2 separate regions of the Mustela erminea genome follow, and region 2 is linked to region 1. Evidence: chromatin contacts called from public Hi-C data. All regions are on one chromosome and are shown on one strand. The core of a region is the stretch at or near the end of the contact, and the rest is flanking DNA. Distances in the headings are between cores, read along the strand shown.

Region 1 (4,161 bases), core at 748-3,247:
AAGATTGTGGAAAGGAAGACCTCTCAGTGAAGTGTGACTAGTCTCAGAGCCGCAGGTGGTCACAAGTGGTGAGGGGGTGGGAGCGGGGTAAGGACTGTTCAGGGCTCTACAGTCTTCCCAGGCCGCTTCTCCCCGGGCCGCTTCTCCCCGGGCCTTCTGAACCCGCCCACCCCGCCCCTCCTTCTGGGCTCAACTTCAGCCTCTCTCACGCGCTTCCTTCCCTCTTCCAGCCGCCTCTCCTCCCGGCCTCCAAAGTGCGGCCGGTGGGATGGGCGTCAGCCAGGGCGTAGGAAAGGGGAAGCCACACCAGTTCTCTGAGAACTCGAATCCCCAGGAGCCAGGGCAGTCACAAGGCCAGGGAGGAGGCAGGCCGCAGTTAATCAAACCCGAATGCGGTCCCACTCCTTGGGGGGGGGGGGGGGGAGACCTGGGCTCTCTCCTCTTTAGTCGGCTGCAGGGAGGCCCCTCCGGACGAGTGACAGAAGGCTGCGTGGCACCTCGTACTCGGGCTCTTCTGTCACGGGAGAAGATCAGAGGCACAGCCCCTTCCAGGGGAGCACTCCGAGGGGGATGGCTGCCAGACACGACGCGACCCCAACTGGACACTGTTGTTAACTCTTCCCAAACATTTCCCCAGCCCCCTCCTGTCGCTTTCCGGGTGGGGTGGGGGTCACAGCCGGCCCGCCCGAGGGTGAGGAGGGAGGGAGGCCGCCACTCCGGAGTCGGGCTGGAGCTCACCCCGACACTGGCCCAAACTGGCCGCTGTACTGTCACTGGTCACTGACTCGTCCTTGGGGACAGTCGGGGCGCCCGTCTTGCTGATTTCCGCCCGGAGGGCCTCAGGACTCTGCGAGCTGGCTTTCGTCCTCCTGCCACTGCTGACCTGCGCGCCCTTCATTTGGGGGCGCAGGATCTAAGCGTCCCCCGTCCCGTGCCAGGGACAGAGACAGCCGCAATCTCGGCTTCAGTAACTTGCCCTCCTGCCTTCACTGCACTGTGAAACGACCTCGCAACCACATCTCCCCCTAAGACACCATCCGATGCGCCCTCCCCACCCCACCCCGGTGCCCGCGCCCCCCGAACCTTGCCGCAGCGGCGCGCGCGCTAGCTCGGGCCGGTCCTCGGGGAAGGCGTCGCGGAGGCGCTGCCACAGGCGGCCGAGGTCCGCGAAGCTGCGGTGCAGGTAGAGCACGCTGCGGTCGGACCACTCCGTGCGGATCTCGAAGAACTCCTCCTCGTCGCCGCGCCGGCTGACGATGAGCCTGCGGATGCCGTTCACCCAGCAGCCGCGCACGAACATGTTCACGAGCGAAGTGCCCTCAAACACCGCCGAGGCCATGCCGCGGGTCGCGCATGCCCCTGCCTCCGGGGGCGCCCTCGGCCCCCGCCCGCGCGCCCGCCAGCGGGGCCGGGGTCTGCCTGAGGTCTGCCCGGAGCCGGGATTCGGCCAGGAACTCTCCCGGGTCGGGGTGCGTCCAAGGTCTCCGGGGCCGGGATCCGTCCGCCGCCGTATGCCTGCGGTCTGCCCGGGACCGGGGTCTCTCTGGGGTCAGGGTCCGTCCGAGGTCTTTCGGGACCCGGGAGCCTGCCGGAGTCTGCGGCGTCTGCCCGGAGCCGGGATCCGCCGGAGTCCGCCGGGAGCCGGGGTCCGTTCCAGGTCTGTCCAGAGCCGGGGTCCGTGGGCCGCTGTCAAGGGCCGCAGTCCTTAGTAACCTGGGTCTGTCCGGGGTCCGCCCCCCACCTCTGCGTACACTAGCGGGGAAGTGCGGCGACTAGTCGGTCGGGCCCCGCCGAGCTGCGTCTTTATAAGGCACTTCCCATCGCGGGCGGCGCGGTCGTCTACGTCGAGGTCACCGCCGCCGCCTTCCTCCCTCCTCCGGGCGAGCGGACGCCCGGCAGGCTGCGAGCCGAGGGGGTGGCCTGGCCCGCCGCTCCCCGCGCCGCCCACGCGCAGCCGGAGCTGCTGGGGCCGCCTGCACCCCCGGCAGCCGGGAGCCGGGCTGAAACCCGAGCGCTGGGCCCCGCCTCCGCGCCCCCTGCCCGGACCCAGACCGCCCCCGCCGCTTCCTTCCCCTCCCGGCCCCAGAGCCGCCCGCGGGTGACTGGACGAGGAGCGGGGAAGGGAGGGCGGGGCAGGCCTGCGCTCCCGGGGTTCTCGGTGCAGACTTTCTTCTCTTCCGTTTCTCGCTTCTCTGCAACTCTAGGCTGGGGGCTGCGCGCCCTGTCCGGCCGGCGACAGGGAAGGGAACTGCACGTGGGTCGGGGCGGGGGACCAGGGCTGGGCGGAGCGCGAGGGAGGCTGCGGTGCCGGGGGTCCGGACGCGGTCGGGACTGTTGGCCTCGCCCTAGTCTCTGCGCCGTCGCCCACCCACGCCGGGCTGGGCCGGGGGTCGGGGCTGGGGACCGAGGCCCGATCCCCCCCACGTTCAGTCCCGCGCTCAGCGTCCCCGCTCCGCCTGGTGTCCGCTCCCCGCCCCGCGTCCCCCCGCGCATTCCAGTCGTGCCAGAGCCCGGACACCCGCCGCAGACACACCGGGAAGCAGAGGGACAGACAGACAGGGAACGGGAGTCCCTTAGGACTTTGGCCCCCTATCCAAGCGGTCGCCCTCCAACAGGAGAGGGGATCCTCCCCACTGCTAAGAAGTGGGACGGACTGGTGGTGGAAAGGAGTCTCGGAAAGAGCCCCTCGAAGTGAGCTGGTCGCCCTTTGTGAGTCTGGGATTTCGGAAGTCGAACTAGGGAAACTGCCCATATTGAAAACTGGGATTTACAGCAGCCGTGATTCCCAGCCCATTTTTTAGCCTGTTCCTAATCAGAAAAAAATTTCAAGCGATCATTTAAGAATTGGAAGTTGGTTCCAGAAGTGTCTCCTGTGACCTCACATCGCCGGAGGCAGTGGTGGGAGAGCCAGGGCTAGGCCCCCTTCAGCGTTTTGCAGAATCCCAGAAAGCGCAGAGAGCCAATCTAGGGCACACAAACGTTAGAGGCTGAGGGCAGGTTGCTGGTCACTTGACTCAGTCTAGCCTGAGATGTGTCCCCCCGCCCCCCATCCCCCCCACTCCCGCCTTCCATCACCGCCACCGGGTTTTATTCAGACTGCTCCAGTGACTTGAGGTGTTCTATCTTTGGGGCTCACCAAGCAGGTTTATCTTTTCCTCTCTGTGCTGGCCTTGGTCTCCGTTTGCTGTGTGAACTGGGAGAAGGAGTTTTCAGCAGTCTGGTGTGCCCTGCTCCCACTGTGGCTGCAGTCAGTAAGTGGGGTGTGTGGCTGATAGGCTGACCACTGGGAGTCTGTCCTGTGGACCAAGGGGCCTGAAGAAAGAGGTTCAAGGAGCTGAGCAGGGCTGCATCCCATCTTCCTCAACAAAGCCCCAGTGAGTCCTCTCTCACAACCAAGCCACCCTCCCAGGACACACACCCTTATTCTCTAGCTGCCCCTGGGCTGAACAGCCCTTGCTAGGACGTTCAAGGCCAGAATTAAGGTGCTTTTATGCATTCTGTAAAATCTTGCCTAGGAACAATCAGATCTGCGGTCCCCCGTTGCCAAGGAGACCTAACTTTGTGAAGCTGTCCCTCCGTCTGTGCCAGGCATTCCTGGTCACCAAAGAGAAGAAGTATTTTCCTATCAGGGATGTTTGTTTGAAGAGACCCAGAGTGAGAGAAAACTATATGCCCAAGCAGAAATAGCAATTGCCCCAAAGCCGCAAATAATTACAGAAATTCAGATTAAAACACAATGGACTATTTTTCACCCATTGCATTGATCCAGATTTCTAAAAATCTATTAAGAAAAATTATCCCAAATCTGGAAAGAAGGCAAAAAGGACCGTCACCTCTCAATGTATGTCCTTTCAAAGTTACTGGGCATTGTTTTAAAGCCCAAGGATTGCTTAATTTTCTAGGAGAATGTACCATTGTTTGATGTTGCTGTTTACTATTAATGAAAGGCTAAGACTCTGCAGGATTATATATTAACTTGCAGATTTGTGCTTGATAGAGATGCAAACAATTTTTGCCCCAGAGAAAAGATAACTTCACAGGTTATCTTTTATTGTCCTGTAGGACATTAACTGTTTTTATATTTAGTCTAACAATCTTATTTTAATATATTTTAAGGACAGTATAAACCTTTCTCCAAATGGTCTTTGAGTCAGCGTTTTC
Region 2 (4,195 bases), core at 313-2,812, 72 kb after region 1:
GGAAAGAAAGATATATGCAATTTTTACCCAAAGGAAATCAGTTCCTTACCACTAAATAAATGTAGGATAAATACTAAGAGAATATTGGTTTGAAGGGGGGTATTTTTATAGCTGCCCAGAAACCCTCATGCCTGGGTCCAGTCCTACTGGTTTGAGGGTCTACGTGGGGTAAGGGCTGCACTGGAAAGGATTAGGTCCTCACTCATATATTAATTTAAAAAGTTTGACCCAGTGCATTTGTGCTCTTCTTTATTAATTAAAACCAAATTTTTGAGCACTTATGTGATAGGAGGTACTAGGAATACAAAAAGTGAGAGCCTCTTTGAGTCAAGGAAAGCGACAGGTATAGAACAGTGTGTGTAGGACTCCGTTAAAACCCAGCAAAGGCTGCGGGGAAACAGAACAGAGGCAGCCCAGACGATGCATTATTTAGCCAGACATCCCTTCCCGCCGCCATCCCTCGGGTGTCACGTTCTCTGCCAAGGAGGAGAGCCAGCAGGGCGGCCACAGTGGCAGAGTAGAAGGCGCTCGGGGTCCGTAAAGGATGGGCACTGAGACGAGGGGAGACCTTCTTCTCCTGGCAGCGCACTTGTTCTAGACCAGGGGTTGGTACACGTTTTCTGTAAAAAGTGAGTAAATGTGTGAGTAAATGTGTGTACCTGTGTGGGCCGCGTGTTCTCTGTGGCAACCACTCACCTCTGCCCCATGGTGACACGAAAGCAGCCTTAGACACAGGTCACCGAATGGCCGCGGGGGAGTCCTGGTGCAACAGCATTTACAGAAGCAGGCGGCGGGCGGAGGCACCGAGGGGCTTGGCTCTGCTCTGTCCTGGGCCTGGTTATCGGCTGCTGCGGGGGCCCTTGGGCAGCAGACGCTGGTGAAGGAGGAGAGCAGAACTCCCTCCTTCCCTCTCTCCCAGGTTTATGCGCTGAGCCCAGATCTCAAGAGTCCCCTTGTGTCTGGGCTTTCTTTCTGCCATCAGCGTTCACTAGCCGTCTAACTTTGGGCAAAGCAGGAGCCCTGCTCTGTGAATGCAGATAAAAATGCCATCTGCTGCTCGTCAGAGGGCGAAGGCTCGCGTTGGCTTTCCTCCCCGCTCCCTCGCCAGCACCCCACAGCCTCGCCTTCCCTCCTCCTCTGTAAGAAATGGGTCCAGAAGATGCTAGTTGTCAGGCGGTGAGGCCGAATTACCATTTGCCCCGGAGTACCCCTTTATTCAGGAGGAACTTTGCAAACATCAAGAGACTATTTTTCTAAAAACCGTTAAAAAAAAAATCCCAGCCACAAGAAAAGCACATTGTGCTCTTTGGTGTTTGCTTTTAAGAAGTGTTTTTCCACTGGTGTTTTAACTGAAGGGTTTTGTTTCTTCCTTCATTTCTCCTAATGGTTCTTGGCCCCAGAACCCACATACCGGCATTTCACCCTTTCCTCACTCACATGGATAAGACTTCGCGGCCCTTGGGAGTTGGCCAAGTGACCAAATAGCTTCTGTCTCCTGTGTCTCAAAATCCTCAAGGCGGTGCAAGCTGCATTTTTCCAGGACTGGGGTGGGATGCCAAAGTGATGATGTCACAGCCCGGGCAGCCGGCCGGCCCCCTCTGTTTCCTGTTTCTTTCCTCCTGACAGACTCATGAATCATATCGCGGCTTTATCATTGGACTTCAAGCTCATTTCCCTGTTCCACAAGCGTTTGGAGTTCTAGGAGGCAGGAGCCAAGTGCAATCAAAACATGAAGTCCCGAGTTGCTTTTTCCTTGCGAAACTAGAACACATGTTCTCCTGTCTTGAAAGAAAGCATGGCATCTGGCTTAATTTGGAGTTCTCTGGCCTCGAGCTCCACTCCTGGGTCAGACAGTGGTGATCTCATCTGAAAAGCTGGGCGCTCCCTGCGCCAGAGGCAGGCGGGGTCCTGGGCGAGGTGGCAGCCGGGCACTCGCGTGTCCAGCATTGGCTCTTGGGGGGCTGTGGGACGAGGGGGACGGTTTTCACAAAAGCCAATCCAACAGCCTGTATGCCCTTGACCAATGCAGAGGCAAACTGTGATCATGTTCAGCCGTTCTCTCTTGCTAGGTGTCTCCTCGGCGTCTCCACCGCAGCATCTCCATATACGGGCCCTCCGGAAAAAGTGTTGGTAGGAAGGGGGACGTCTAACCAAGTTATTTAGCCCCATGAGTTTGAAACTAACACACCGTTGCCTGGTAAATACAAGGATGGACCAGGGAGGGTCAGAGGCAGGAGTTACTCCCATACTCGGCCACCTGGAGGGTGCTCAGCTGCTTGCAATGCCATATTGCTACGTTTGCTCAGCACTCCTGTGACGGGCTCCGTTCGAAGGGTTTATTTCATTTCATCTTCATAACAACCCCATGAGGTAGATTCAATGGCTCTTGCCATAGCACAGATAAGGAAACTGAGGAACTAAGAGGTAACTTGACTAAGGTTGTGTGGTTAGCAAGTGCCAGAGCCCATCTTGATGCTGGGGGTTCGAACACCTGTGGGTGTCTGTGTGCCATGTGATATGAGTATAATGTTACAAATATTATATTTAAAATTAAAATTAGTCTTTTAATAATAAATTTTAGTCAATAATTTAATAATTATATAATTTAATAAATAGAATCCATTAATTTTATTTATGTATTTATATATTTCATTAAATTATATCCATTATACTTTATATTATATATTAAATAATACATTAAATTCATTAATTTATATTTACATAAACATATAAATATAACATATATTTATTAGAATTATTTAACAAATAATAATTTAATGAATAAAATGTATTAAAAATTAAAAATATTTAAAATGCATGTACATATTTCAGAAGTTTCATGTATATTTTAGTACAATAATAGTTGGTGTGATGAGATCTGACATTTATGTTTACTGGAGTCACACTGGTGTGGTGTGCAAATACACAACTTCGTACATACACAGTGCAAATCTGCTTTATGCACATAGTATTACACTTTAGCACCCAGGAGTCTCTGCGTCCCAGGCTGGGGCCATGAGATCTTTTATCCTTAGTTCTGATTCCAGGCTCTGGTCCCCCTGGGCTGCAAGTTTGTCCAGATCATGCTGACTATTTTCTACAAATGTGAGTTAGGTCAGGCTTGTTGCACATTGAACTGACATTCTTGCATCTTCTTTGGGTAGTAGCCATTTTGAGAAAGGTTGTGACGGTTGAATTCTGACTCCCAGCCCCCATCTAGGTGGAGGAGGCATTTATTGGCCAGGAGTCCTATGGAAGTCAGACAGTAGCTTACTTGAGTTAAGGGACTATGAGTCCCCCTCAAGTGGCCAGTCGGCCCAGCGAACCCTGCCCTTCATCCTCCCGTTTCCCCCACGTCTCTGAGATCTGCCCCACATCCTCCAACGAGAAGCAAACTAAATTTAATGTTGATGTTAAATGAGAAGCTGCAGATCACAAGTGTATCTTCTGTGTCTATTTTTTATGTTTAAATACGTATAACATTAAAGTCATGCTCTTCCTCACTTTTAAATTTATCGTTCTGGGCATTCAGTACATTCACGATGTCTGCAACCGTCACCACCACTCCAGAACCTTCACTGTCCCAAACTGAAACTCTTTCACTATTAGACATGGACCCCTCCTCTTCCCTCCCCCCCAGGCCCCTGTCAACCCCCATGCTGCTCCTGTCTCTATGAAGTTGATTCCCCTGGGGACCTCATAGAAGTGGGATTCTCCAGTATTTGTCCTTTGTGACTGGCTTGTGTCACTGAGCTTCTTGTCCTTGAGGTCCACCTGGATCCTGGCACGGGTCAGAATCCATAATGTTCCATTGTTTGCATATTTCACATTTTTGTGTATCTGCTTATCTGCTGGTGGCCACTGGGCTTGTTGTCATATTTTGGTGACTGGATAATGCTGCCATGGCAGAGAGGCAGAAATATCTCTTTAAGACTTTATTTTTAATCCTTCTGAGTATATACTCAGACATGGAATTGCTGGATCATGTGGTAATTCTGTTTAATTTTTTGAGGAGCACTGTTGTGTTAATTTTTTAAAGGGTTACAGAAGACTGATATGTGACTTCTTAAGTTCCTGTGTTAAATTTTAAAAAACCATAATGAAGTTCAACATCATTAATTTCGTCAAATCTGAAGTAATTCACTGAGGAGGCTACAGGTTTGCCTTTTCTTTCTCATTTACCCACAACTTTGAG

The links. A called contact is a pair of places that touch in the nucleus more often than the background predicts.
Region 2: a contact with region 1 is called in a Hi-C map of fibroblasts, with 4 times the contacts expected there. The contact joins the enhancer-like site here to the promoter of PXDC1 in region 1. A contact is called at or near these places in 2 of 3 Hi-C or Micro-C datasets (fibroblasts and skeletal muscle).

The regions. Positions count from the first base shown.
Region 1 is chr4:128,037,306-128,041,466 of mMusErm1.Pri, forward strand. PXDC1 (PX domain-containing protein 1) reads right to left here and starts at 1,998. Exons shown (of 5, transcript XM_032340987.1): 1 at 1,084-1,998. The coding sequence starts at 1,339.
Region 2 is chr4:128,109,494-128,113,688 of mMusErm1.Pri, forward strand. No RefSeq gene overlaps it. Among named protein-coding and RNA genes, the nearest start is that of FAM50B, 5.0 kb to the right of the region's middle. Within about 2 kb of position 1,563, the one cell type or tissue checked has open chromatin away from gene starts, as enhancers often do. A contact at or near this core is called in fibroblasts, where this site is marked.